7 separate regions of the Mus musculus genome follow, and all the other regions are linked to region 4. Evidence: chromatin contacts called from public Hi-C, HiChIP or PLAC-seq and promoter capture Hi-C data. All regions are on one chromosome and are shown on one strand. Each heading gives the region's core, a stretch centred on a gene start, on an enhancer-like site or on the middle of the called end of the contact. The rest is flanking DNA. Distances are from core to core; before and after follow the strand shown.

Region 1 (3,251 bases), core at 75-2,574, 830 kb after region 4:
CGACGGAGCTGGCCCCCTTCCTTCCTGTCCGAGTTCCGGGCTCTGCAGTTCTCGCTCATGCTCTGTGCTTTCGTTGGGGCACTGGGTGGTGCGGCCTTCCTGGGCACCGCCATGTTCATTGAAGATGACCGCCGGCGGGCTCAACTCCACGTGCAGGGTGAGTGAGGGTCACTGTAGGTCCACCTTCACAGTACCACCTGCCTGTCTGTCTGTCTCCGCGTATGTACTCTACAGTTCTCCCTCCACTCAGACTAGCCCATCCATTCATGCCACCAGCTGGGGGCAAGAGTCCCAGCATCCCAGGCTCATCCAGCTTAGCTTTGGGTCTGTCTGGAAGTGGATTGGGCTCTGTCTGTGTGCAGTTCTGAGGGCTCTCCATGCTGCCTCATCTGGGCCCCTCTGCCTGTGTCCCCTTGCTGCCTGTGTCCCCTTGCTGGCTCTTATCTTACTGGCCTTGGCTCTGACCCCTTTCTCGCAGGTCTGTTGCATGAGTCTGGGCCCTCAGATGACCGGATTGTAGTACCTCAGCGAGGCCGTTCTACCCGAGTCCCCGTGTCCAGCGTGCTCATCTGAGGAGCCGGTGCTTACCCGGCCACTGATGCATCGCAGCTGGGCCTTGGGCCCACCCAAGACGGTTCCCAGGCAGAAGCCCTCACCAGGCCCAGGTCCAAGAAGGAAGCCCTGGGATATCTCCCAGCTCCCAGACACTACATGGGCAGCCCAGGGAAGAGATGGGAGTCCAGAAACGGGGAAGGGGTGTCCTCTCTACTAGGACAGCCCAAGGGGTTTGGTGCTATTTGTAATGGAATAAAATTTGTAATCAGACTCCTGACTGACTGCTTGTCTCTCTGTGGGTGCCACTGGCCTCAGGGAATATCCATAGTCCCAGGACTTAGCAGGGGCTGTCAGGTCACCCTGTGGGTAAGTCCCTGTCTTCTGAGCTTGGTAATCTAGAAGGAGGGCTGCTCTTTTCTGAGTGAGCTGGTTCAGTATGACTGTGACTCACCGTGGTCCCCTGGAAGTCGCTCTCCCAGTAGTTAAGCCTGGGAGCTGGGGGCCTGTGGTGCCCTCAGTGCCCTCGGTCCACACAGGCCTTGGCAGAGCCTCCTTGCAGTTCTCCCACCCGGGCATGGGGAGGGTACCGCGGGCCTGGTTGGCACGTGTCTCCTTTCCTAGTGGACGGGCTGCCTCATCCTGCAGCCTTAGACCCTTCCTCCACACAGTCCCTCTGCCTCCTCCCCCTTCCCACAACTGGGTGGGGGTGAGTGGGCAGGGGGCAGGCTCAGCCTGCTGAGCAGCCTGATGATTTCCTGCCCTCACCACAGCTTCCTGTCGCACGCGGTGGTGAGCAGGAGAGGCAGGCGGGGAGCAAGAAAGGGGCAGGTACAGCTGGGCACGGGGATCGTGCAGCTGGTAGCTGGGGCACGGGCCCCAGCTCTGGCTCTGGGGCGAGCACCTTTCCAGAGCCAACACTGCTCTCAACTCAGTCCAGCAAGAGAGGGGAGCCATCCAGCCCCGAAAGGATACGGCTGCCTACTGCCGGGCGGATCCCAGGCTGGAGCCCGCTTGGTCCCATACCCCTGCTGCCACTCTGTCTCGAGGGGCTGCAGTGCAGCAGGGCCTGTGGCAGGTGCTCTGCAGATGGAAGCAGACGCCTTGAGCCCGGTGGGGCTGGGCCTCCTGCTGCTGCCCTTCTTGGTCACGCTCCTGGCTGCCCTGTGCGTGCGCTGCCGTGAGTTGCCAGGTAAGTGGGAAGCTTTGCGGAACTGGATGATGGGTGGGCGCTCCATTGGATCCTCATACCCTCCCCAGCCCCTGCACTCTCCACTGTCCCTACCTGGGCCCTGATTGATGGTGGGGGGCCTGAGTTTCTTTGTCCCTGGTGCACCCCGATCCTGACTTGTTGGATTTCTTTCCTCCAGTCTCCTATGACAGCACTTCCACAGAGAGGTGAGTGGGAAGCCCGTGTCCCTGTGTGTCTTCCCTTGGTTCCACTCAAGGGTTTGGGGCTGGGGCCCTCTTGGCCCTGTACCCAAGCTGTCTCTTTCCTGCCAGTTTGTACCCAAGAAGCATCCTCATCAAGCCACCTCGTGAGTTCAGTGTCTCTGGCCCTCCTCGAGGGTTTTTAAGAGTGTGCGTTTGTCCTTGTTCACCTTTAGCTGTCTGAAGGGCTGTTCCCTGGCTTGGGATGGGGAAAGTGGGAGCCCCCATGTCTGTCTAGGGCATGTTATTTTGGGGTCCATTTGTCCTTCGAGGCCTTGATGGGGGGTGTCTGGAGCCATCCCTCAAGCTTCATTCTGTGTCCTCAGAAATAACCGTCCCCCGAACACCTGCTGTTTCCTACCCTCTAGTCACTTCCTTCCCACCCCTGAGGCAGCCAGACCTGCTCCCCATCCCGTGAGTATCCCCCAACTCCGTCCCTTGGGTCTACTGTGCCTCTCCACCTTCTAGGTTGGGGAGGCGCTTTTTCCTGGTTGTCTTGCTCCCAGAGTCCTACCTAGACGTAATCTCTGACCTTTGGCTTCCAGGAGATCCCCACAGCCCCTTGGGGGTTCCCATCGGATGCCATCTTCCCAGCAGAATTCAGATGATGGTAAGGGTGTAGGGCACAGGAGGGCTTTGGGGAGGATGTACAACCTGAGCTGATCCAGTCTTCTTCTCCCTCTCTCTTTGAAGCCAACAGTGTGGCAAGCTACGAGAACCAGGGTGGGTCTGGGGTCTGGGGTAGTGGGTGGGGTGGGGAGGCTGGACCTGTCCAGGTCGTGTTAACTCTCCTTTCTCACAGAGCCAGCCTGTAAGAATGTGGATGCAGATGAGGATGAAGACGACTATCCCAACGGCTACCTGTGAGTGGGTAGAGGGGAGGTGACCGTGGAAGTTGTGTGCCCTTTATCAACTTCTCGTTCCTTCCTTTCTTCCAGAGTGGTGCTGCCTGACAGTAGTCCTGCTGCCGTCCCTGTTGTCTCCTCTGCTCCTGTGCCTAGCAACCCTGACCTTGGAGACAGTGCCTTCTCTGGTGAGTCAGGCTTTCTGTCTACCTCCCTCTGCCATGTGCTGCCAGCTCTCCACTCTTGCCTCCCTCTCACCTCCGTGACGATTGCCGCCCTTCCATTTCCTCCTGTAGACGTTGGGCTTCCTGCTCCTCATCACTTCCGACTGTCTTGTTTTTCCTTCCACCTTTGCTCCTTCGTCTCTGTTGTCTAAGAAATTTCCTGACTCTTTTTGAACCCTGCCATTGAAATTTCATTTCT
Region 2 (3,536 bases), core at 694-3,193, 700 kb before region 4:
GTGTCCTTTCATGTGCTTGCTTTAGCAGAACATCCTCTCTCCTGTGTCTGCTTCAGTGAAATGTTTCTTCACGTTTGTGACAGCAAAACACCGTCCAACACAACTGACTCTCCAAAGAACCCATAAGTTTCTACTTCATGACTCTCATCAAAAGAAGCAATACAGAGAAGAAGGGAGGAAGCGAAGAGACAGAGTGGGGCTGAGGCTCCTCAGCTCAGCTGGGGATGTCATTTCCTGGGAGCTGCAATGCCTCTGCTGAGGATGCTTCCTCTCAGAGCTGTGTGGCTCTTGGGCCCCCATGTCTCAGGATGCCCTCCCATTGGAATACCTTCTCTCCTCAGCTGTGTCGTTCCTGGGCTTCCGAGTCCCAGGATACCTTCCCATCTGAGCAGGAACACTTACAGTATCCACCACACTCTCTGACGTAAAAGAAGTAGACCCGAGAAGGAGAAGCCATGGAGAGAGGGCAGCCATCAAGGAAGAAAGAGTTCCTTAAAGCAGTAACTAATATCACTTGGAAGTCAAACTTTTTGACTCTAAAAATAAACATTAGACTCAATGTTCAAGTCATGCTTGCAACTAGGTGTCAAGGACATGCTCAAGGGCAGCTAGTTTGTCATGTGAGCATCAGTAAGACGTAAGGAAGACTGGGAATGTAAAATCTTCCCAAAACTTGGCTGTGAAGGGATTAGATTAAAGACAACTGGAGAGGGAGCTGGTGAAGAAACTCCAGGCAAATGGGAAGGGTGGAAAGGCAGACAGTACAGAACTGACAGGTCCTCAGTGGGGAGGGGGGGATATTTGTAAAGGGGAGATAATATAAGAGGGATTGTTGGGTTGATCCAGGCTCAGGTTTTGCCAAGAGTGCGCCACAGTGGTACAGAGGTCTGGGAAATCACAGGAAAGTATGGCCTAGATAAAGGAATTTATTGTGAGAGGGAGGGTGCCTCTGCCCACAAGGGGCGCTAGTGAGACACGAGGGATGGCTGGCGGTGATCTTGAAAGACAGGTTGTAGACAAATGGTATCTGAAATAATTTCGGGGAAAATGCTTCCAGAGTCGTATCCCTGCTTTCGCGGAATTCCATTCGTCTATTGACCCGTAGGTTCTAGACATACCAGATGCATAGACAGAACTTGTCATAAAAAATGTGCTAAGCCGGGCGTGGTGGCGCATGCCTTTAATCCCAGCACTCGGGAGGCAGAGGCAGGAGGATTTCTGAGTTCGAGGCCAACCTGGTCTTCTACAGAGTGAGTTCCAGGACAACCAGGGCTACACAGAGAAACCCTGTCTCACCTCCCCCCCCCCCCCAAATGAGCTAAACGGGAGATGGTTTAGCAGTTAAGAGCACTGACTGAACTTCCAGAGGTCCTTGAGTTCAATTCTCAGCAACCACACACGGTGGCTCACAATCATATGTAACCGGACCCAATGCCCTCTTCTGGTGTGTCTGAAGATAGCGACAGTGTGTTTGTGTTTGTGTGTGTGTGTGTGTGTGTGTGTGTTACCGTCCTGTTAATAGTAGCTTTACAGAGCCGGGCATGGTGGCACACGCCTTTAAATCCCAGCACTTGGGAGGCAGAGGCAGGCAGATTTCTGAGTTAGAGGCCAACCTGGTCTACAGAGTGAGTTCCAGGACAGCCAGGGCTGCACAGAGAAACCCTGTCCTTGAAAAACCAAACAAAACAAAACAAAGTAGCTTTACAGCACTACATACTCAAATTTCCCTTAATGTCTTGCAGCCTCTCCAACTACAATTCCCATCATGCCCGGCAGCTGCGTTATCAATGATTACCCACATTCCTAAATCCTGTTTACCAGCCCAGCATTCCTAGCTGTCATGCCTAAGAATAACCAATTGAATTGGAGAACGCCAGCGGAGGCCGACCAATCTTCCGGTAGGAGGGGCGTGGTGACAGCAGGCCCCGCCCTGCCCCGTGGCGATTCTTCCCTCCTGTCCCTGGGCTGTACTGTCGACATGGGCACCACCTGGAGGAGCCCTGGACTCGTGCGGCTTGCACTGTGCCTCGCTGGCTTAGCCCTCTCACTGTACGCACTGCACGTGAAGGCGGCGCGCGCCCGCGATGAAAATTACCGCGCGCTCTGCGATGTGGGCACGGCCATCAGCTGTTCCCGCGTCTTCTCCTCTCGGTGCGTGCAGACATGGAAAGCATGGGGCTCTTGAAGGCCAGGTTACCAGATAATTTTGGAGTCTGGGGTCGCAGTGTCCACAGAAAGGACACTTTGAGAGCGGCCTGGCTCCATGGGTTTTGGTGGGTAATCGGACGTGCACACTGGACCTCACAGAGATACTGGTGCTTGAACGCTTTCTGAGGATACTGTAAATACCAATGATGGGAAGACTGGAGGAGGCAGGGCAGTATATTGCATAGAGACTGAGGAAACTTGAGATGATACAAAGCGGGAGGAGGGGGTGGACTATTGGCTGTGCTGAGGGGACAAAGTGGCTCACTCTGTCCGGGTTGGAGGACCAAATGTTAGTGGGTGGTGAGGGAACTGTAGCTTTGTAGGCCCAAGCAAATAGATTTCCCAGTTGTGATCACCGTAAAGCGAAATCAAGCTGGGAAAAACTTTTAACCTTTCATTTATTTGTTTGTGAGGTGGCACATGCATGCCACTACATGCATGTGGAAGTCAAGAGAATAACGTTCGGGAGTTGAGTCTCTCCTTCTTTGTGGGCTGCGGGGGGATTCGATCCAGTTGACAGGCCTGGCAGCTGATACTTGTTTTTCCTGAGCCATCTCACCAACTCCTGAAAAATTATTGATAGTCTGTGATGACAGGCCACTAAGAGCCCCAGGACATGCCAGGTCAATGCCCTTTGGACTCTTAGTAGGTGGAGCTTCTTGCTAATCACTGTTCTACAAAAAAGCTCAAGAGGCACTTGGCCTACCCCACTTACCTGCTTCTTTCACTTCCACCAGGTGGGGCCGGGGCTTTGGGCTGGTGGAGCACATGCTAGGAGCGGACAGCGTCCTCAACCAATCCAACAGCATATTTGGTTGCCTGTTCTACACCTTACAGCTGTTGTTAGGTGAGTGAGTGGCTTTGCCCCTTCATGACCTGTCTTCTGAAATCCAGAGCAGCCCCACCTCGTGTCGTGTCGTGTCGGTGACCCAGACAATTGACACCCAGCTGCTAATTACTGAGCAATCTCATCACAAGGAGTCAAGAAAGCAGAACACTTAGCAGGAGGCTTATCCTACTTGGTTTAGGTAGCCAGAGGCTGAGGGCCCTCAAAGATTTCTCACAATCTCAGTTTTATGGCAAAGAATCAACTTCTTTCTTTTTGTTTAGTTTTTCGTTTTTTCTTCTCCCTCTCCCTCCCTCACCTTTTTTCCTCTTCCCCCCTCCCCCCCAACCCAAGGAGAGGATTTCTCTGTGTAATCCTGGCCGTTCTGGAAGTCACTACATGGGCCACCACACCTCACATGGGTTTTGTTTTTGTTGTTTGGTTTGTTTTTGAGGGGTGTGGTGAGGCTGAGGCAGGTGTTGAGATAGGGTTTCTCTGTGTA
Region 3 (3,535 bases), core at 300-2,799, 800 kb after region 4:
AATCAGGCCAGTGACAGGAGGGAGCTGCTGGAACCAGGATTCAAAAGCAGGAAATGGTGGCTTTAAGTCCAGGTTGGGTCAGGAGAGCAGGGGTAGGGGTAGGCAGCTGAGCAGGCCAGGCAACAGTGGGAAACTGAGGCAAGCTAAGCTCCAGAGAAAGTCAGAGAACCCTCTGCTTATCAGTCTATGATTTAGTCATCGGGTATCAGGCGACAGGATATTGTGGAGGCATACCATCTCAGTGGCAGGCATCCATCACTTTATGGGCTCCTTATGAGGAAGTCATACTCTTGGTCTGGCCTACCTGATAAGTTCTTGGATCTGGTTTCCCCAGTTTGATTTTTTTAGGGGGGGGGGTCGGTTGAGACCGGCTTTTTCTGTGCAGTGCTGGCTGTCCTGGAACTCACTCTGTAGACCAAACTGGCCTTGAACTCACAGAGATTTGCCTGCCTCTGCCTCCCAAGTGCTTGATTAAAGTCTTGTGCCACCACTGCCCAGTGATGTCTGCATTTCAAAGAGAAGACTCTACCTTGAATTGCTGAGTTGTGAAAAGGCAAGGGGTTTATTAAGACATTAGAAGGATTAGCATATGCACAACCATGGTACTGACAGTACTTACATTTTTTTCAGTTAATTTCCACATGCATGAGTGAATGCCAGCAGGGTATTGACCAGCAGACAAACATTAAACCATCAAAGACCTCTCAGAATTCAGACCTTTCTGAGTTTTGAAGTTGTATTGTTTCCCAAACGAGCTAAGTGTGCATAGCATGTTGCTGGAAAGCGCAGCTAGCTCCCAGTCAGTCTACAATCACGAGCATGAACCCTGGTGCTCTGTAGTACATTGTGCAGATAAGCGGCAGCAAGGCCTTTATCAAGAGTAACCCCGCTGTAAACCGAGAAGCATTCATATTTCAATGATCAGGAAAGAGGAGCCAGAAGGAAGCCTCTTTTCTTTGCAACAGGGAAGTAAGTCTCTTATTTTAATTTGTAATTGTCTTAAAAAGTGTTTCTGAGTTGTGCTGTGCTATGACATATATTGTTTTGATATTGTGTTTGTAGAGTATTTCAGAGGTGACATGCATGAAGGTGTTTAGTGTGGAATGGAACTCCTGCCACACAGAGGTTGAGGACACAAAAGGAATCCACAGCCCAAGATCTTCAGCTTCTAACCTTAGTTCCACAAGGCTTTTTCTGTGGCTTCCGAGAATGAGGACTACAATTCCCAGGATGCGCCAGTCTTTCACCAACCAGGAAAATGGATTTCTCTAATGGGCGGGCCCTGGGGAAGGCTGGGTCAGGAGGAAATTTAGCCAATGGATGAACTGTACAGAATCGAAACCTTTTTTGATTGTACCAAAGAGATTGGAATCTTTGGCGCCTTTGTTTTAGTGGAGGGTAGGTGATAGACAGGTAAGTAGACCAATGAGAACGTGGATAGGCGGATCCAGAGCGTGTGGGCGGGAAGAGATGATGACCGGCAGGCTGTTCGTCCAATGAAAGGGACAGACGCTAATACGGTGGGCCGGTGACTGTGTAGAGGCCGGTGTTTGTGGAAGCAGTGTGGGAGATGGCGGAACCACTGAGGGGACGTGGTCCGAGGTCCCGCGGTGGCCGAGGCGCTCGGAGAGCCCGAGGCGCCCGTGGCCGGTGTCCTCGCGCCCGGCAGTCTCCGGCTAGGCTCATTCCAGACACCGTGCTTGTGGACTTGGTCAGTGACAGCGACGAAGAGGTCTTGGAAGTCGCAGACCCAGTAGAGGTGCCGGTCGCCCGCCTCCCCGCGCCGGCTAAACCTGAGCAGGACAGCGACAGTGACAGTGAAGGGGCGGCCGAGGGGCCTGCGGGAGCCCCGCGTACATTGGTGCGACGGCGGCGGCGGCGGCTGCTGGATCCCGGAGAGGCGCCGGTGGTCCCAGTGTACTCCGGGAAGGTGCAGCAAGGTCCCCAAGGAGGGTTGTTGGGGGAGTGCTAAGACTGGCGTGGCGGGTTTGGCTTGGGGCAGTGTGTGTGTGTGATGAATACTTTTAGATTGGAGATACGAGGGGGTCGGTAATGTTAGATGTATGGAGTTATCTGGGATTGTATCTTCGGGTAGAGGGAGGCTGAGAGAGATCGAGGGACGATCGAGGGAAGCTGGCCTTCTAGATGCGCTTCAGGGATTGGAGTCCTTAGAGAAGACAAGTGCTGGAATCGAGGGAAGAGCCATTCTTGTCTTAAGTAGGGTTGGCAGGATGTGAGACCCACCTCCTCTTCCCCCTTTTGTCTTCGTAGGTACAGAGCAGCCTCAACCTCATTCCAGATAATTCATCCCTCTTGAAACTGTGCCCTTCAGAGCCTGAAGATGGTAAGAGTGGGTTTGTCGGGAGTACCCTGCACTGGCTTCTCTGAGACTTCCTAGAGTTTACATCCCTGTAGTCAGTGATATCTCCCCCCCCCCCCCGCGCCCCCCCCTCGCTCCAGCACCCTCCGTCCCCCTGCCCCCACCCCCACCCCTTTTCTCTGTGCTTCAGTGGTATCTAGGGTCTGGAGAATGATGCTCAAGTGTTATCCAGTTGACACACAATTTTGATTCTAAGTGGTATTGGGAAAATGGACTCCTGAGTCTGAGATAGGGGAAAGTTATGGTCCATAAAGATGCTGGTTCATTAATCAGAAGTCACAGGAACCTACTTAATAGCCATGTCCACCCCTTCCCCTCTTCGGGTCCTAACGGGCATATGGATATGTTAGAGTGAAGTTTGAGGTACCTACCCTTGACATTTTGATCTGTGTTATCATAATAGGGGTGAAGGGAGTTCTGAGACTCTGTGACATCTTGTTACACTCCTACAGTGTTCCATTCCTTGGGAACACTTTGGAGCCAGAAGAGTGTTTCTTTGACTTTATCAGAACTGCCCATTCTTTATTCTCTACTGATAAGTTTTTGCAAACCCTTTAATAAGGCCAGTGACTACGAGTCAAGGCTAATAGGGGAGTGATAACAGTCTGCAAAGACCTGGAACTAAGACTCCTTTCTGTTAGGTGAGGGCGTGTGGTAGGCTGATTGAGAACAGGCTCAGGAGTCTTGTGGCCTGTATTTGAATCCTTCATAACTGTGTGACTTTGAGCAAGTTTTCCTCATGAGGAGAATGGGGATAATAGTGGACCTATCTTAAAGATTTTTGGTGAGAACTAAAAGGATTTTGTGTATATTTTATTTGCCACATCCGTGGTTAGGATAGCACCTGGAATGTAGAAGTGTGACATGATAGAAAAGATATCCATGTGCAGGGTATCTTAGGAAGGGTTTTAAAAGTGTAGACTTGGAGTTGGGGCGATGGTTCAGTGGGTAAAAGCACTTGCCACACAAACCTGATACCTAACTACCATATAAGAAGAAGATGGGGTGGCATACACCTGTAATGATGCCACTCATACTGGGTACAGGAGAACACTGCTGGAAGCTCACACACCCAGTGGCAAAAATAACAGGGGAGACACTGACTCAGAAACGGGATAAAAGGAGAGAAAGTTGTCTTCTGCTGCCAACACATAT
Region 4 (3,304 bases), core at 232-2,731:
ACGTCTCTGTTTTCTGATAGTCTTAGGCAACCTCTGTGAATAGTATTCGACCCCCAAAAGGAGTCACAGTAAACGCTCACTTCATCTCTCATCAACAAACATAGTGGTCCAGCTCCTTCCTCCTCAGCTTTGCCTGGATTCTGCTGCTCCCACTCTCACTGGCCTCCTGGGATCCTCTGCACAGCTTGCAGGACTGGGATCGCCTTTCCAATGGCTTCAGCCCCCTGGAAGCTGAAGGAGGGGCCTGAGAGTGTGTGCAAAACCACCATCTTTAGATTGGGCTGGGTTCTTGGTCAGCAGCTTGGTGCAGTTCCCTGGGCGTCTAGGGTAGACTAACTGCCTGGGGTTCATCCCAGCAGGTACACACAACCAAACTGCGCAGCTCTTGTTTTCTGTGGCTAGATCTTTGCCACACACCCTCTACTCCGGGTCAGGATGATAAAGGTGTGGGCTTCTGTGGCCGTAAAGCTCCACTTGGCACTTCTCAGCAGAAAGGGGATCAGGGTGTGTGGTCTCCAGGTAGAGAAAACCCCCTCCGGATGAACCAGCAGTGCTGAGAGCTGCTTTCTTCAGGGTCCTGTCTGTAGCAAGATGCCCTCCTGGTCTAGAACTTGTGTTCTGTACCCACAGAAGTGAAGTTTCATGATTCACAATGGGAGAAAACCCTGGAGGAGAAAGGCGTGGTCCATCTGGCTGCCCTCTTCCAACTCTAGTAGGATCACCGGAGCTATTTAGCCGAGGGTGGGGACGGGGGTGGAGGCGTTGAGGTTTGAGTTGTTCCCCAGAGCTCCAGATCTAAACCTCACTATTGGGGAAGATCTCACCTGGCCCCAGCTTTGCAGGAGCTGGATCCCAGCCCTTTGGCAGTTTGCTAAGGGATGAGGTAGGCTTCGTGTAACTGATGGGCTTCTGCCTGGTTACAGGCCACGGACGGAAGCCAGTGGCACCTCCTGTGATGGTTGTCCCGCTACAGAAACTAGGAATTAAGTGGGAGAATAGACATGGTGCAAATGACTCCTGGGTTCTAAAAGGGCTTGGTTTGGAAGGTGCCCGAGCGCTTATAATCAGAAGCAGGACTCAGAGAGAAGAGCAAGACTTTCTTTAAAAATAGACGGTCTCATGTTGTATCCCAGACTGTCGTCAATCTCGCGACAATCAATCCTGTTTCAATTTCCCGAGTGTTGGGACTGCGTTAAGATCGGAAGCCCGGGTGTCTACTGAAGGCCACTAGGCGTACAGAACCCTATCCATACATGCAAACGGAAGCCCGAAGCCTCTGTTCGGCCTGTGCCTCTCCATCCAGGCCTTGGGAACCTCTTAGCACACCACGTCCTTATCCTCACTGTAGCCTCCATCGTAGAGGAATAATAAAACATTTCCCGCCATCCTCAAGTCCCGTGAGGCAAGGACGTAGTTCACGCGAGTCTTTGCAGGTCTTGCGTCACTTCCTGCCGCGAGTCGGCCTTGGCTAATGGTATGCATCCGCCCTTTTTGAATAGAAGTGAAGCCACTTCCGGGTCCTATGCCGGTCTCCACGGTTTTTTTCCGGGTGATGAAGGCGGGTGCCCCGGATGTAATACCGGCGAAAGCATCTTTCCTTTTCTTCCCCGCCTGACCCTGGGTTCCTAGGTGAGCACCGGCGGGTAAGATTGTTTGAATCCCCGCGGGTTTGCTTCGCCTTTAGTTTGTACGCCAAGGACATGGCCGAGCAGGTCGCTACGTGGTATTCGGGGATCTAGGCAGCTCCAGCTCTTGGGTCCGACCGGCCTCTGTGAGCACTCGGGTGGGAGAGGTGGTTGAGTTCGGTAGCTCCGGACTGGTAGGGGAGTGGTGACGTAGGGGAACCTGACTCCCCATCCCCGGGTGGGAATACCCGCAGGGTCCACGCGGGGGCGGAGATCCTTCCCATCGCCTCTCCTCCGGGCCTCAGAATTGCCCAACCAACCCCGGACGTCGTGCCTGCTAGTTCTCTCAGATGCTTTAGCGATCTGTCCTCGCTCACATTTACCAGGAAAAATGTTGGTGGCCCCTGCACTCCCCCGCGGTCCTCTCTCCTTACCTCACTTCCTCACTACATATCTTTTTCCGAGGTCCAGCTGGAGGAAATCCACAGCCAATCATGCCAAAGAGGAAAGTGACTTTTCAGGGTGTTGGAGATGAGGATGGTGAAGATGAAATCAGTGTGCCCAAAAAGAAGGTGAGATGGCCAGATTTCGAATTTCCGTGGAGGACTGAGAGGAAAGAAGAAGGAGAAATCTGATGGGAGGAAAGCCGGGAAGCCAAGGAAGTGTTAGTTTTCCCCGGCGCACTGGGTTTGGAAAGATTTGTGTACAGATCCTGGAGTATCTGGGGAACTACCCAGTTGGCTGCATTTCTCATTTGCTTCGGCCTCCTCACAGCTGGTGGACCCTGTGGCTGCAGCAGGTGGTCCTGGGAGCCGCTTCAAAGGCAAGCACTCTTTAGACAGTGATGAAGAGGATGATGATGAGGAAGGGTCCAGCAAATATGATATCCTGGCCTCAGAGGATGTAGAAGGTGAGCTATGTCCGAAGCGTTAACTGAGTTGGGGGGACAAGCCTTCAGGATGGAGGTGGGAGGTGTGCCTGCTTCCCTTTTGCGTGTCTAGCATGCCCCACCCCCAATGTCTTCGGTGCAGGTCAGGAAGCAGCTACTCTCCCTAGTGAGGGCGGTGTGAGGATCACACCCTTCAACCTGCAGGAAGAGATGGAGGAAGGCCACTTTGATGCTGATGGCAACTACTTCCTGAACCAGGATGCGCAGATCCGAGACAGCTGGCTGGACAACATTGACTGGGTGTGGCCCAGGGACTATTCTGGCTGAGGCCTGGGAGTGCAGGTGCAGGGCCTGGGCCCTGGTGGAAGTTTGTAAGAAATTCTAATTATCTTTTCCTTGTAGGTGAGGATCAAGGAACGGCCCCCTGATAAGCACCAGGTTTCAGACTCGGAGGAGGAAGACAGCCTGGGTCAGACTCCAATGAGCGCCCAAGCACTCCTGGAGGGACTTTTGGAGTTGTTGTTGCCAAGAGAGACAGTGGCTGGGGCCCTTAGGCGGCTGGGGGCCCGAGGAGGAGGCAAAGGGAGCAACAGCAAGGGGACTGGACGGCCCAATTCCCCCCAGCGGCTAGACCGGCTGTCTGGGTTAGCTGACCAAATGGTGGCACGAGGCAACCTTGGTGTGTACCAGGAAACAAGGGAACGGTTGGCTATGCGACTGAAGGGTTTGGGGTGTCGGGCCCAGGGATCCCATGACCCCACACCTCCACCCTCCCTGGACATGTTTGCTG
Region 5 (3,308 bases), core at 250-2,749, 570 kb after region 4:
AGGGAAGCTAGTATGGACTGAAAAAGCTTACTATTAGTTCACACTTGATTCATACTGGCTGGGTGTGGTGATGCACACCTTTAAACCTGGCACTCAGGAGTCAAAGGCAGGTTGATCTCTGAGTTCAACACTAGACTCAAATCTGGCCTACAGAGCAAGTTCTTAGCCAGCCACAGCTAAAACAGTGAGACTGCCTAAAAAACAAGGCAGGGGGTATCAAAGCACAAATACCTGTTTATTTCATTCTGCCCTCAATATATTATTTAAATTTTAGAAGTCACACGTATTTATTGTGTGTGTACATGGATAGGAATGTGAGGGTCAGAGGACAATTTATGGGACATTTTTCTCTCCCATACTGTATGGGTCCTGGAAACCGATAAACTCAGGTTGTCAGGCTTGGTGGCAAGTACTTTACCCATTGAGTCATCTTGCCAACACACAATATTTTATTTTAAATTCCTTTTCTCCACCCTTTTTTTTTTTGAGGGGGGAGGGTCAAGGCAAGGGCACTGTATGGGAACCCATGGGAAGTTGTGACTAATCCTTACACTGTTCCCGCTTGTGAAGGTTTTCCAGGCCTCATGAGTCTGCAACCTCTCACCAACAGAGCCAGATAGAGTTATCCTCTGTTAAAGGGGGAACCTGAAGCAATCAGAGAGGGAAAGTGACGTGTCCAAGGTCACACAGCAGGAAACACTGGATCTGAGCTGACTTGTGATCCCAGCATTTAGGATGAGGAGGCCAGAGAATTGCAAGTTCAAGGGCTAACCTGGGCTCCATAGAAGGATTCTGTCAGAAAGAAAGGTAGAGGGAGGTGGATCAGGAATCAGAGTGTGGAATCCAGGGTATTTGCTGTCTCTACCAGCTAGCTATCCTCCATCTTGCATGAGGAAGAAGTCCCTGGGGACTCTGTTGAAGGGGACTTTTCACAAAAATAGAAGCCTTGGGTGTGACAGGAACTGCTGACCAAGCAAGAAGTGGGTCAGTGTCCCTCCTCCCTCCCTTTTCAGTATGTATGCTGCCACTACCTCCTGAATCTGAACCAGACTACAGTGTGTGTGTGTGTGTGTGTGTGTGTGTGTGTGTGTGTGTCTGTCTGTCTGTCTGTCTGTCTGTCTAACTATGACCCAGGCCCAGGAGGGGCTTGTGGCAGAGGCTGAAATGATAGGAAGGACTGGCCTATCTGAGGCCCTCTGCTCTCCCTGGCCAATATCCCAAAGACTGTGCCCAGATCCTGTCTGCTTCCTCCGCCCCTGAGGCGAGAGCTTTCCACGTGGAAAAACACAGCTGTGCTTGGGTGAGTCCTGTGAGGGAGGAGGGAGGGGAGGGTGCTCCTCTCTGCTCAGGACTGCTGTCTATGGGCCCAGTTCTGGGAAAGGGCCAGATTGCATCAGACAGGGCTTGGAGGGCGGGGGCCAACCCCGTGGTTTAGGGAGGAGACAGCGTTATAAGTAGGGTGAGAAACTGGGAGAGGGCAGACATTCAGACAAGGAGACACAGGCAAGACTTTGGAGAGAGCAGACTAGGCATAATGGCCACCTTGCCACCAACAGCCAACCCTTCCCAGCAACCTCTAAACCTAGAGGATGAAGATGGAATCCTGGATGAATATGATCAGTACAGCCTGGCCCATCCCTGTGTCGGTAAGGTTTTCGTGGTAGCTCCTTGGTCAGCCCATCTGCTTCTCACTGGGTACCCCGGTTTACCTTTCCTAGCTAATCTATTCCCAACTCCCAAGTAACCCCTTCTAGTCTCATCTACTGAGTTCTGTCTCCCTTAGCCCCAAGAACTCACAAGTGAGCATCTCTCATTCTATACTTGAGTAAACAGCAAGGATAGAGTGCTTCAGACGTGAAGACGTGACCGCCCCACTCTGGCCATTTATATGCCTGTCCTAACCTCACACACCTCCTCTACCTCCTGCTCCACCAGTCGGGGGAGGTCGGAAAGGTCGGACCAAGAGAGAAGCTGCTGCCAATACCAACCGCCCTAGCCCTGGCGGGCATGAGAGGAAGCTGCTGACCAAGTTCCAGAACTCTGAAAGGAAAAAAGCCTGGCGCTGAGACGGAGCTGGAGGTGAGTCGGGAGAGCCGGGCCTAAGTGTGCCGAGCGGGAAGCGGGGAGCCAAAAGCTGGTCCTGGTGAGATGGCGCTGCAGGTAGAGGCTCTTGCAGGCAAGCAGGACAACCTGTGCTTGATCTCTGGGACTCGAGTGATGAAAGGGGAGAGAACCAACTGCAAGCTGTGTTCCCAGGGAGCCCTGCAGATAGATGTCCAGGCAGGGAAGTGATAAGAATGAAAACCCCATTCAGACCGAATTCCATCAGCTTGGATCAGATTTCAGGGCATCTAACGCCAGGCGGTTCACTGTCAGCATATTTAAAACACAGTACAATTTGGGAAGAGGTTTCTAGGCAACAGTCAGGTCCATCAGTTCAATTCCAGGAGCACAATAAAGCTTGAGGTGTGACTACACTGAAACTCCATGAGGGTGGGTTCTAGAGCTAAAGGCCTAGAATCTAGAGTGGTCTCTGACCAATAGCATGGAGGTCATCAGGCAGATGTGACATCTCTCCTAAGAGTGGGTAATGGTCTAGGGAGGGGAGAGTCTGGGATTATCATTCTGGAGAACTTGAGTGAGGTCGGCTTCTATAGCAAAAGCTGGGGAGGTCTGACTCCACACAGAGCCAAAAGCTCACCAGGTTGTTAACAAAATCCACTCTCAGATTTCTGAGTGGAATGCAGGTATTTGACTTTATCTCCTGCATTGAGGAGACACACGGCATGATTAAAACTTCTGGTTCTTAGTGCTTCTCTTGAGTACAAGGACCTCTGTGCCCCCAATGTCCACCGACTTCCATATGCTCAAAGTAGCACACGAGAATACGCATGTGCGCACATGCATGCAAACACATTGGCATATCAATAAATGAAAAAAATAGTGTTGGCCGGACAGTGGTGGCACACGCCTTTAATCCCAGCACTTGGGAGGCAGAGGCAGATGGATTTCTGAGTTCAAGGACAGCCTGGTCTAAGAAGTGAGTTCCAGGACAGCCAGGGCTATACAGAGAAACCTGTCTCGAAAAAACAAAATACAAAAAACAAAAACCAAAACCAAAACAAAACAAAACAATAGTGTTGTGACACTATTTTTATTCTACATCTAAAATAATATGAGACCCGTATTTGACTGAGCTCCCTGGTAACCAGAGGTGGGGGGAGTTCCCATGGAGCCTTTCCAATGGAGAGGAAGTTTGGTTTATGGAAAGGGAAACTGAGGCAGATAGAGTCAAGTACTTCTCTAAG
Region 6 (3,356 bases), core at 289-2,788, 550 kb after region 4:
CGTTGCTATCTACCTTTATAACCCTTCCTTCCTTTAACTTTTTTAAAGACTTATTTATTTCGCTGTCACTGTCTTCATGCACACCAGAAGAGGGCATCAGATCCCATTACAGATGGTTGTGAGTCACCATGTGGTTGCTGGGAATTGAACTTAGGACCTCTGGAAGAGCAGTCAGTGCTCTTAACTGCTGAGCCATCTCTCCAGCCCCCTTCCTTCCTTTGGATCCCTCCACACCACATGGCATGCTGTTTGGCTTTAAGGCTGACATCCTTCTGCCTATTACTGCCTACTGCCTAGCAGTAATAAATAAAAGAAATCCATTTCATCTAAATTTGAATTGAGCCTAAGATTTGGTCTTTCCCTGTGGATTCTAACACCACAACATTATACTGATCTACAAGATGTAAATTTGAGGGCCAGTGAGATAGCTCAGCAGATTCAAGTGCTTGTGCCAAGCCTGATACCCCGAGTTCCATCCTAGAAGCCTACATGATGGAAGGAGAGAACTCCTGAAAGCTGTCAATTGACCTCCACAAAAGTGCCATGGAATGAACATGCCTGCCTTCACACACACCAAATATTTTTACAAGATAGAAACGAGAGCACCAAAATAAATTTTATTTTTATTTAAAGTGTGAAATAGACAATGTCCAAGGAGGGAACAGAAAGAAAGGCAAGATGAAGAAGGGTTTATGTATTTTGATGGTACAACCGTTAAAGATGAAGCAATGGAAGCAGGAGTTCTTTAGAGGAGAACCGAGGCAATGAAAGAGGATGCTACCAATCCTGTATCACTGAACTTCGGAATCCAGAAGTCAAGGTGGCTTTGTTAGAGCTGTTTCTGTGAAACAGCATGAGTCAAAGCCTCCCTAGAGAAAGCTGAACATTGACAGGTAGGGGAAGGTGCTGATGAGTAGACGCAGACGTCCTAGGATACATGTGTCAGCCAACACAAGAGTGAGCTGGAGAGTGGATGAAGTTACTGTTGTGAAAATGGACACCTTTAGAGCATGTGCAGTCTGTAATCTCAGCACTCGGGATTGGGGGAGGAGGACTGCGATCTCACGGCCAGGTTGGGCTACCAAAAACTAAGCTTTTGAGAAAGTAGTAAAATGTGCTGATGTCTGGGACTCACATCAGCTGCCGGCATCTAGACTAGCCAGCTCCAGCCGCTTCCCACCTCTTCAGAGAGGTAGGGCGCACGCGCAAGCCCCAGGGCGCCGGCTCCCACAGCCCCGCCCCCTTCCCGTCCAGGGCGCGTGCGCGTCTCCTCAGACGCCGCCTCGGCGAGCCGGGCGCCGGGCAGGAACGCTGGCCTTTCGTTCCCGCGCTGCTTGGAGGTACCTTGCCATGGCCCCGTCCCACCTACCGAGCACAGGAAGAAACAGCACGTCGCGCTGGTAACTGCGATGGCGGGAACAGGCGAATCCCTGGAACGTTTCCTCACAGGGTAGTCTCGCACTTGCGTTCGAAGGTTCGCGGCGCGTCAAGAACCACACACGCTGTTTCTCTTATGAGCGCGGTCGAGCGCGGAGGACTCCTCTGCGCATGCCGGGTACTTCTCTGTGACGTGCTGCATTGCACTCTGGGAAACGTAGTTCTTACTTCGACACCTGTGCTTTGATGTACTTAATCATGATTTAATAGATCAGAGTCAAAGGAACAGAAAAGCATGCGTGAAGCCTCGCTTCGCATGTGAAAGGTGATGGGAGCGGATCCTCTGCACCAGAAGAAAACAACAACAAAACCACATCAGATTGTTGGGGATGAGGAGGGAGGGCCCCAGGACGCAGATGAGAACTCTGTACTTTAAGCTGAAATTTGCCGTGAATTTAAAATGTATCTGAAAATATTTTTAAATTCCAAATAAGCAGTTTTAGGTTTAGTACTTGTATTTTACAGAATCTTCCCAGCAAATAAAAGATTTGGACATGCAAACATTTAGCTACATCTTTGGATACCTACCCTGTGGATGCCTGCCCAGTTAGTGCAGTGGTAGGACACTTGCTTAGCATGGTCCCGGGCTCAGTCCCTAGGGACTGCTCCCACCCTAACTATCCTAATATTTCGTACATAACACCTAAAAAAATCAATATGGTTTGGTGGTTAAGAGCAAGTACTGCTCAATCGTGAAGACCAGAATTAGAATGCCAGCACTTGGGTCAGCTGGCTCAGACTGCCTGTAACTCCAGCTCCAAGGGATCTAATGCCCTCTTTTGGCCTCTGAGGGCACTGCACAGGTGCACATACACATATACATACGCCTGGACATAGAATAAAAATATTTTTGAAAATCTTTTAAAGTTTATAATTACATATTGTTATTCTCTGATAGAATTACAAATGCTATAAGGTCAAGATCATTAGACATTCCCAGTACATAGCACTGTGCCTGGCATACAACAAGCTATCAGATATTTTTCTATTAGGAAACCTTACATTTTAACACTGAAACTATTTTAGCCCCTAGACTAGCAAAGAAATTAATGTATATATATATATATATATATATATATATATATATATATATATATATATATATATGTGTGTGTGTGTGTGTGTGTGTGTGTATACATATATATATATATGTGTGTGTGTGTGTGTGTGTGTGTGTGTGTATGTATATGAATGAGTCTGGGGAGATGCCGAGCAATCAAAAACATGTACTGCTTTTGCAAAGAGCCCGTGTTCAGTTCCCAGTGCCTACAGTAGTGGCTTATAACGATCTGCAATTCCAGCCCCAAGGGTACTGATGTGCTGTCCTCTGGCACCTGCACTCACGTGCACATACCCACACGGAGACACATACTTTTTACAGTTTGAAAAAATAATTTTCTTTCATTGAATCTGTATGTCTAGTCAGTTGTCCTGGTTAATTTTAACAACTTGACAGGGCCTAGAGCCACTGGACAATGCAGTCTTCACTGAGGAATTTCCCAGACAGACCTAGCTATAGGGAATTGTCTAATGGATTATATAGGATTATAGGAGTGCACTACCACGTTACCATGTTAATTCATACAGAAGGCCCAGCCACTGTAGGTAGCACCGTTCTCTGGGAAGGTGATCTTGGACTACATGGAAAAGCTAGTGGCATTTAGAAGACAGAGACAGGTAGATGTCTATGAATGAGGCTAGCTTGTTCTATATAGGGAGTTCAAGACACCAGTGAGACTAGTCTAGGAAGAAAGAAAGAGAGAAAGAAAGAAAAAGGAAGGAAGGAAAGAAGCTAGCCAGGCATGGTGGCACATGCCTTTGATTCCAGTGCTCAGGAAGGAGAGGTGGATTTCTATGACTTTGAGGCCAGCCTGGTCTACAACTCGAGTCCAGGACAGCCAAGGCTATCACACAGAGAA
Region 7 (3,187 bases), core at 488-2,987, 520 kb after region 4:
GTGGATTGAACTCAGACCATGAAGCTTGGCAGCAAGTGCCTTTACCATCTGAGCTATCCTGCTGGTCCAAAGCTGGACCCTTTGGTCTTTATTCTTCTTTCTCCCTGCTTCAGTGGCAGCAGGTGTACCAGCAAAGCTTTCCAGTCTGTAACCTGCGAGCAAAATGTTGGGAAAGATACAGTTCTGAGCTGCAACTCAACACTGTCCCTCCAGCGATGCGGCTCTGCTGGTGGCCCTCTGTATAGGTACCAAGTTCTGAGAGGATCCCCTCTCCACTGGTACCAGTTCTCTTCATAGGTGCATGCTAGTAGATCCCATGGCTCTAAGGCCTGGCACTGGATCCGAACGCCCACCCACAAGAAAAAAGATGACATAATATATGAATATATACATTCATACCTGCAATCTTAGCCCTTGACATGCTGGAGCAGAATTGCCACAAGATCAAGTCTACCCTGGATTACATGGTGAATTCCTAGTCAGCCTAGGATCCAGTATGAGACCTTGTCTCTGTCAGTTCCAAAGCCAGCATTCTTTAGGATCTCTCGAAGCAGTTCTCCTCTACTAAAGGAGCCATTCCCTTATTCTGGCAGAAGGAACAGATCTGTGGTACCTATTAGCACACTAAAAGGCATGCTGGCATCTTGGCTCCTCTCGCTCCCCTGGCCCAGAGGCTCCCTTTCTACCAGCTTCTCACTGTCCTATAACCCAGCTATCTCAGCTACGCATCCCCCAACCCCACTCTCCAAGTCCTCGTCTTTGTCTTCATCTCTTGCTATCCCATGCCCAAACCCACTTCTCATGGCCAAGTCCAGTTTTCTGGTCATATTCAGTCCACTTCTTTCTCTCTGGACTCTTCCAGATCACTATGGCTGAACTCTCCCTAGCATCTACAATAAAATCCTCCCCTCAGTCACACCTCGGAGTGGTCCTGTCATCAGTCTACATAGTCTCAAACAAACACAATTTCCTCTAGAGAAATGGGAAGTCTTGTCCTGATGCCCAGCTTTGCACAGCTCTCCTCTGAGATGACAACTCTGTAAGGGTCAGGAGGTGCACAGCTGTGGTACAGGAGCCTCTGCAGCCCCAGTGCAGCTTGATATTGCATCTTCACTCCAACAGCAGACAGAGGTCAAGGGGGCACTCCTCACTCCTGGAGGTGTGTCTCTCCCAGCTGCAGCCTCTTGTCTTTGCAGAGGGTGAAAATCTTTCTAGGGACTGATCTCCACCAGTCACGTGTGGTATTGGATGAGGTAGACTAGAGCCATGAAGGCAGGGGCACCTTCCAGGGCCTTTAGACTCACACTCCCATGAACACCCCTCCAACTCTGTTGCACCTCTAGTTCCTTGACCTTGCTCCTTCCCATCATTCTGGACTTTCCCTGACGTCAGAGGTTCCAGGCATCGCTGTGGTTGCTCTGATCGAAGCCCAAGGTGTCCTCAAGACTGGCTTGGAGCCAGCAGGTGTCCCCATCTGGCTACTTTCTTCCCTATGCCAGAGTGGGTTAATTAGAAAAGTCCCATTGTTCTACCTTAAGTTTAGGTAAGTTAGGAAGGAGTCAGAAGCAGAGCAAAAGAAACCCACTGTCCATGCTGTGGCCTGATTGGTGTTTTGTTTTGTTTTGAACAGGCTAAACCCACAGTCCACAGTATGGTTAACAGAACCCTGCCCTACTCCACCTCCTCCCCTTTTTGTTTCTGGAGAACAGCCAGTCCTAGCACTGTTTCCACTTCCTCCCACTTGGGACACAAAATCTCCAGCTCAAAGACCAATTCTGCATTCCCCACATTGCAAAGCCTACACAAAGATCCCTACCACTGAGCACCGAGGGAGGCATGGCTCAGAACCCCAGGTGAGTGGCAGAGTGGGGTGGCCACCTTGTCCTGCCCAGATACTGGTTCCACTGCTCTTCAAGTGCCAGCTAGTCCTTACACTTTGATTAGTCTGCCTGACTGCTGCCTGGGCCTCTAGCCTCTCTACTTTCTCCATGCATACCCCACCTCAGAAGAGCAACTGTGGTTTGTCTGAGTTCCCCTCCGCTCTGGCTTGTTTTAGAATCCTTTTTATTTTAGTAGAAAGTTTCTCCCTACCTTGCAACAAGCTTAATAGCTAAATTGGTTATATTTGTCTCAGAGCAAAATAGGATATCAGTTCTAGATGGGCTGAGGCATTTCTGAAGATAACAGGAAGTTCAAGGGGAAAAAAATAGAGAGAGGCCATGGCCTGAAGCTGCACTAGGAAGTAGTGAAGACTCGGCTGGTGCCTGCCGTTTTCTCATGTATGAGCTGGAATATCCTAGGAAACAGCACACATTGGACTGATTCTACCTCAGAGTGTTTTAATGCCTGGACTATGTATGCTTGGGCACTAGGGACATGGAACAATGTTCCACAGGTGATCAGACATAGCACAGTGGTGACTTTTGGTGGAGATAGATTTGCCTTTGATCCCAGATCTACCTGCCACTTTGGGGGGCTCTGCCAAAGCCCCAGGATCCCCGTCTTAAATCATTTAACACATGGTACTGTGGACTTGCTAGAGAAGTGGGTTTTACTCTGTTCTCAATGCAGCAACATGGAGCCCTTGCGTAAACCACTGGTGCCTGTGAAGGGAATCCCACTCATCAAATACTTTGCGGAGACAATGGAGCAACTGCAGAACTTCACAGCCTGGCCTGATGATGTGCTCATCAGCACGTACCCAAAGTCTGGTGAGCGAGCAGTGGTCCCCACCACACACACACTTTGGTAAGCAGGTCAAGACTCTGAGCCTCGCTCACCTCTTGCTCCTCCCTTTCCAGGTACTACCTGGATGAGTGAGATCATGGATATGATCTATCAGGGTGGCAAGCTAGATAAGTGTGGCCGGGCCCCCGTCTATGCCCGGATACCCTTCCTTGAGTTCAGCTGCCCAGGGGTCCCCCCAGGTATGTGCATGGGGGTGCTAGAGACAAGTGGAAAAAGGTAGGACCGGGCCCCAGTTTAACAAAGTTCCTTGTTCAACTTAGGTCTTGAAACTCTGAAAGAGACACCAGCCCCACGGATCATTAAGACACATCTGCCCTTGTCCTTACTCCCTCAGAGTCTGCTGGATCAAAAGATCAAGGTAAAACCAACCAACTAACAGAAAACCCCAGTTATGGTAGTGCTTTTCAGCATGTGGGAAGTAGAGGCAGAAGGACTGGGG

The links. Hi-C and Micro-C count contacts between places; a contact is called where the count stands out from the background. HiChIP or PLAC-seq counts read pairs in DNA pulled down with a chosen protein or histone mark. Capture Hi-C pulls out chosen DNA fragments and counts their contacts.
Region 1: a contact with region 4 is called in an H3K27ac HiChIP or PLAC-seq map of embryonic stem cells, with 3 times the contacts expected there. The contact joins the promoter of Lat here to the promoter of Cd2bp2 in region 4. A contact is called at or near these places in 1 of 39 promoter capture datasets (pre-B cells) and 1 of 115 datasets of contacts at active chromatin or transcription factors (embryonic stem cells).
Region 2: a contact with region 4 is called in a promoter capture Hi-C map of liver. The contact joins the promoter of Vkorc1 here to the promoter of Cd2bp2 in region 4. A contact is called at or near these places in 1 of 115 datasets of contacts at active chromatin or transcription factors (bone marrow-derived macrophages) and 1 of 9 other capture datasets (liver).
Region 3: a contact with region 4 is called in a promoter capture Hi-C map of liver, with 2.2 times the contacts expected there. The contact joins the promoter of Nfatc2ip here to the promoter of Cd2bp2 in region 4. A contact is called at or near these places in 6 of 39 promoter capture datasets (hippocampal neurons, liver, neural stem cells and 2 more), 1 of 115 datasets of contacts at active chromatin or transcription factors (embryonic stem cells) and 3 of 9 other capture datasets (adipose tissue, liver and pancreatic islet).
Region 5: a contact with region 4 is called in a Hi-C map of muscle stem cells, with 2.9 times the contacts expected there. The contact joins the promoter of Nupr1 here to the promoter of Cd2bp2 in region 4. A contact is called at or near these places in 7 of 39 promoter capture datasets (the HPC-7 cell line, cranial neural crest, hippocampal neurons and 3 more), 2 of 484 Hi-C or Micro-C datasets (muscle stem cells and olfactory sensory neurons), 2 of 115 datasets of contacts at active chromatin or transcription factors (embryonic forebrain and large pre-B cells) and 2 of 9 other capture datasets (adipose tissue and liver).
Region 6: a contact with region 4 is called in a promoter capture Hi-C map of adipose tissue, with 2.4 times the contacts expected there. The contact joins the promoter of Sgf29 here to the promoter of Cd2bp2 in region 4. A contact is called at or near these places in 5 of 39 promoter capture datasets (cranial neural crest, embryonic stem cells, hippocampal neurons and 2 more), 8 of 115 datasets of contacts at active chromatin or transcription factors (the 230-238 cell line, differentiating embryonic stem cells, embryonic brain and 5 more) and 3 of 9 other capture datasets (adipose tissue, liver and macrophages).
Region 7: a contact with region 4 is called in a promoter capture Hi-C map of liver. The contact joins the promoter of Sult1a1 here to the promoter of Cd2bp2 in region 4. A contact is called at or near these places in 1 of 39 promoter capture datasets (liver), 3 of 115 datasets of contacts at active chromatin or transcription factors (embryonic brain, pancreatic cancer cells and stem cell-derived neural progenitor cells) and 1 of 9 other capture datasets (liver).

What each region holds. Positions count from the first base shown.
Region 1 is chr7:126,367,641-126,370,891 of GRCm38.p6, reverse strand. Lat (linker for activation of T cells) reads left to right here and starts at 1,324. Exons shown (of 12, transcript NM_010689.3): 1 at 1,324-1,744; 2 at 1,923-1,950; 3 at 2,056-2,090; 4 at 2,310-2,397; 5 at 2,529-2,593; 6 at 2,677-2,706; 7 at 2,786-2,846; 8 at 2,922-3,016. The coding sequence starts at 1,642. It overlaps Spns1 (spinster homolog 1), which reads left to right. Exons shown (of 12, transcript NM_023712.3): 11 at 1-157; 12 at 479-832. The coding sequence ends at 573. It overlaps Mir7058 (microRNA 7058), which reads left to right and starts at 2,847; the gene lies at 2,847-2,921.
Region 2 is chr7:127,894,024-127,897,559 of GRCm38.p6, reverse strand. It overlaps Vkorc1 (vitamin K epoxide reductase complex, subunit 1), which reads left to right and starts at 1,943. Exons shown (of 3, transcript NM_178600.2): 1 at 1,943-2,151; 2 at 2,946-3,055. The coding sequence starts at 1,979.
Region 3 is chr7:126,394,751-126,398,285 of GRCm38.p6, reverse strand. It overlaps Nfatc2ip (nuclear factor of activated T cells, cytoplasmic, calcineurin dependent 2 interacting protein), which reads left to right and starts at 1,549. Exons shown (of 8, transcript NM_010900.3): 1 at 1,549-1,930; 2 at 2,272-2,344. The coding sequence starts at 1,571.
Region 4 is chr7:127,194,254-127,197,557 of GRCm38.p6, reverse strand. It overlaps Cd2bp2 (CD2 cytoplasmic tail binding protein 2), which reads left to right and starts at 1,481. Exons shown (of 7, transcript NM_027353.4): 1 at 1,481-1,629; 2 at 2,097-2,197; 3 at 2,400-2,535; 4 at 2,657-2,814; 5 at 2,917-3,304. The coding sequence starts at 2,120. Tbc1d10b (TBC1 domain family, member 10b) reads left to right here. Exons shown (of 9, transcript NM_144522.5): 9 at 1-99.
Region 5 is chr7:126,623,661-126,626,968 of GRCm38.p6, reverse strand. It overlaps Nupr1 (nuclear protein transcription regulator 1), which reads left to right and starts at 1,499. Exons shown (of 3, transcript NM_019738.1): 1 at 1,499-1,646; 2 at 1,936-2,079. The coding sequence starts at 1,535. The coding sequence ends at 2,066. All of the region lies in intron 1 of Gm39087 (a long non-coding RNA gene), which reads right to left.
Region 6 is chr7:126,647,491-126,650,846 of GRCm38.p6, reverse strand. Sgf29 (SAGA complex associated factor 29) reads right to left here and starts at 1,538. Exons shown (of 10, transcript NM_029339.3): 1 at 1,370-1,538.
Region 7 is chr7:126,674,968-126,678,154 of GRCm38.p6, reverse strand. Sult1a1 (sulfotransferase family 1A, phenol-preferring, member 1) reads left to right here and starts at 1,737. Exons shown (of 8, transcript NM_133670.2): 1 at 1,737-1,853; 2 at 2,572-2,711; 3 at 2,802-2,927; 4 at 3,009-3,106. The coding sequence starts at 1,837.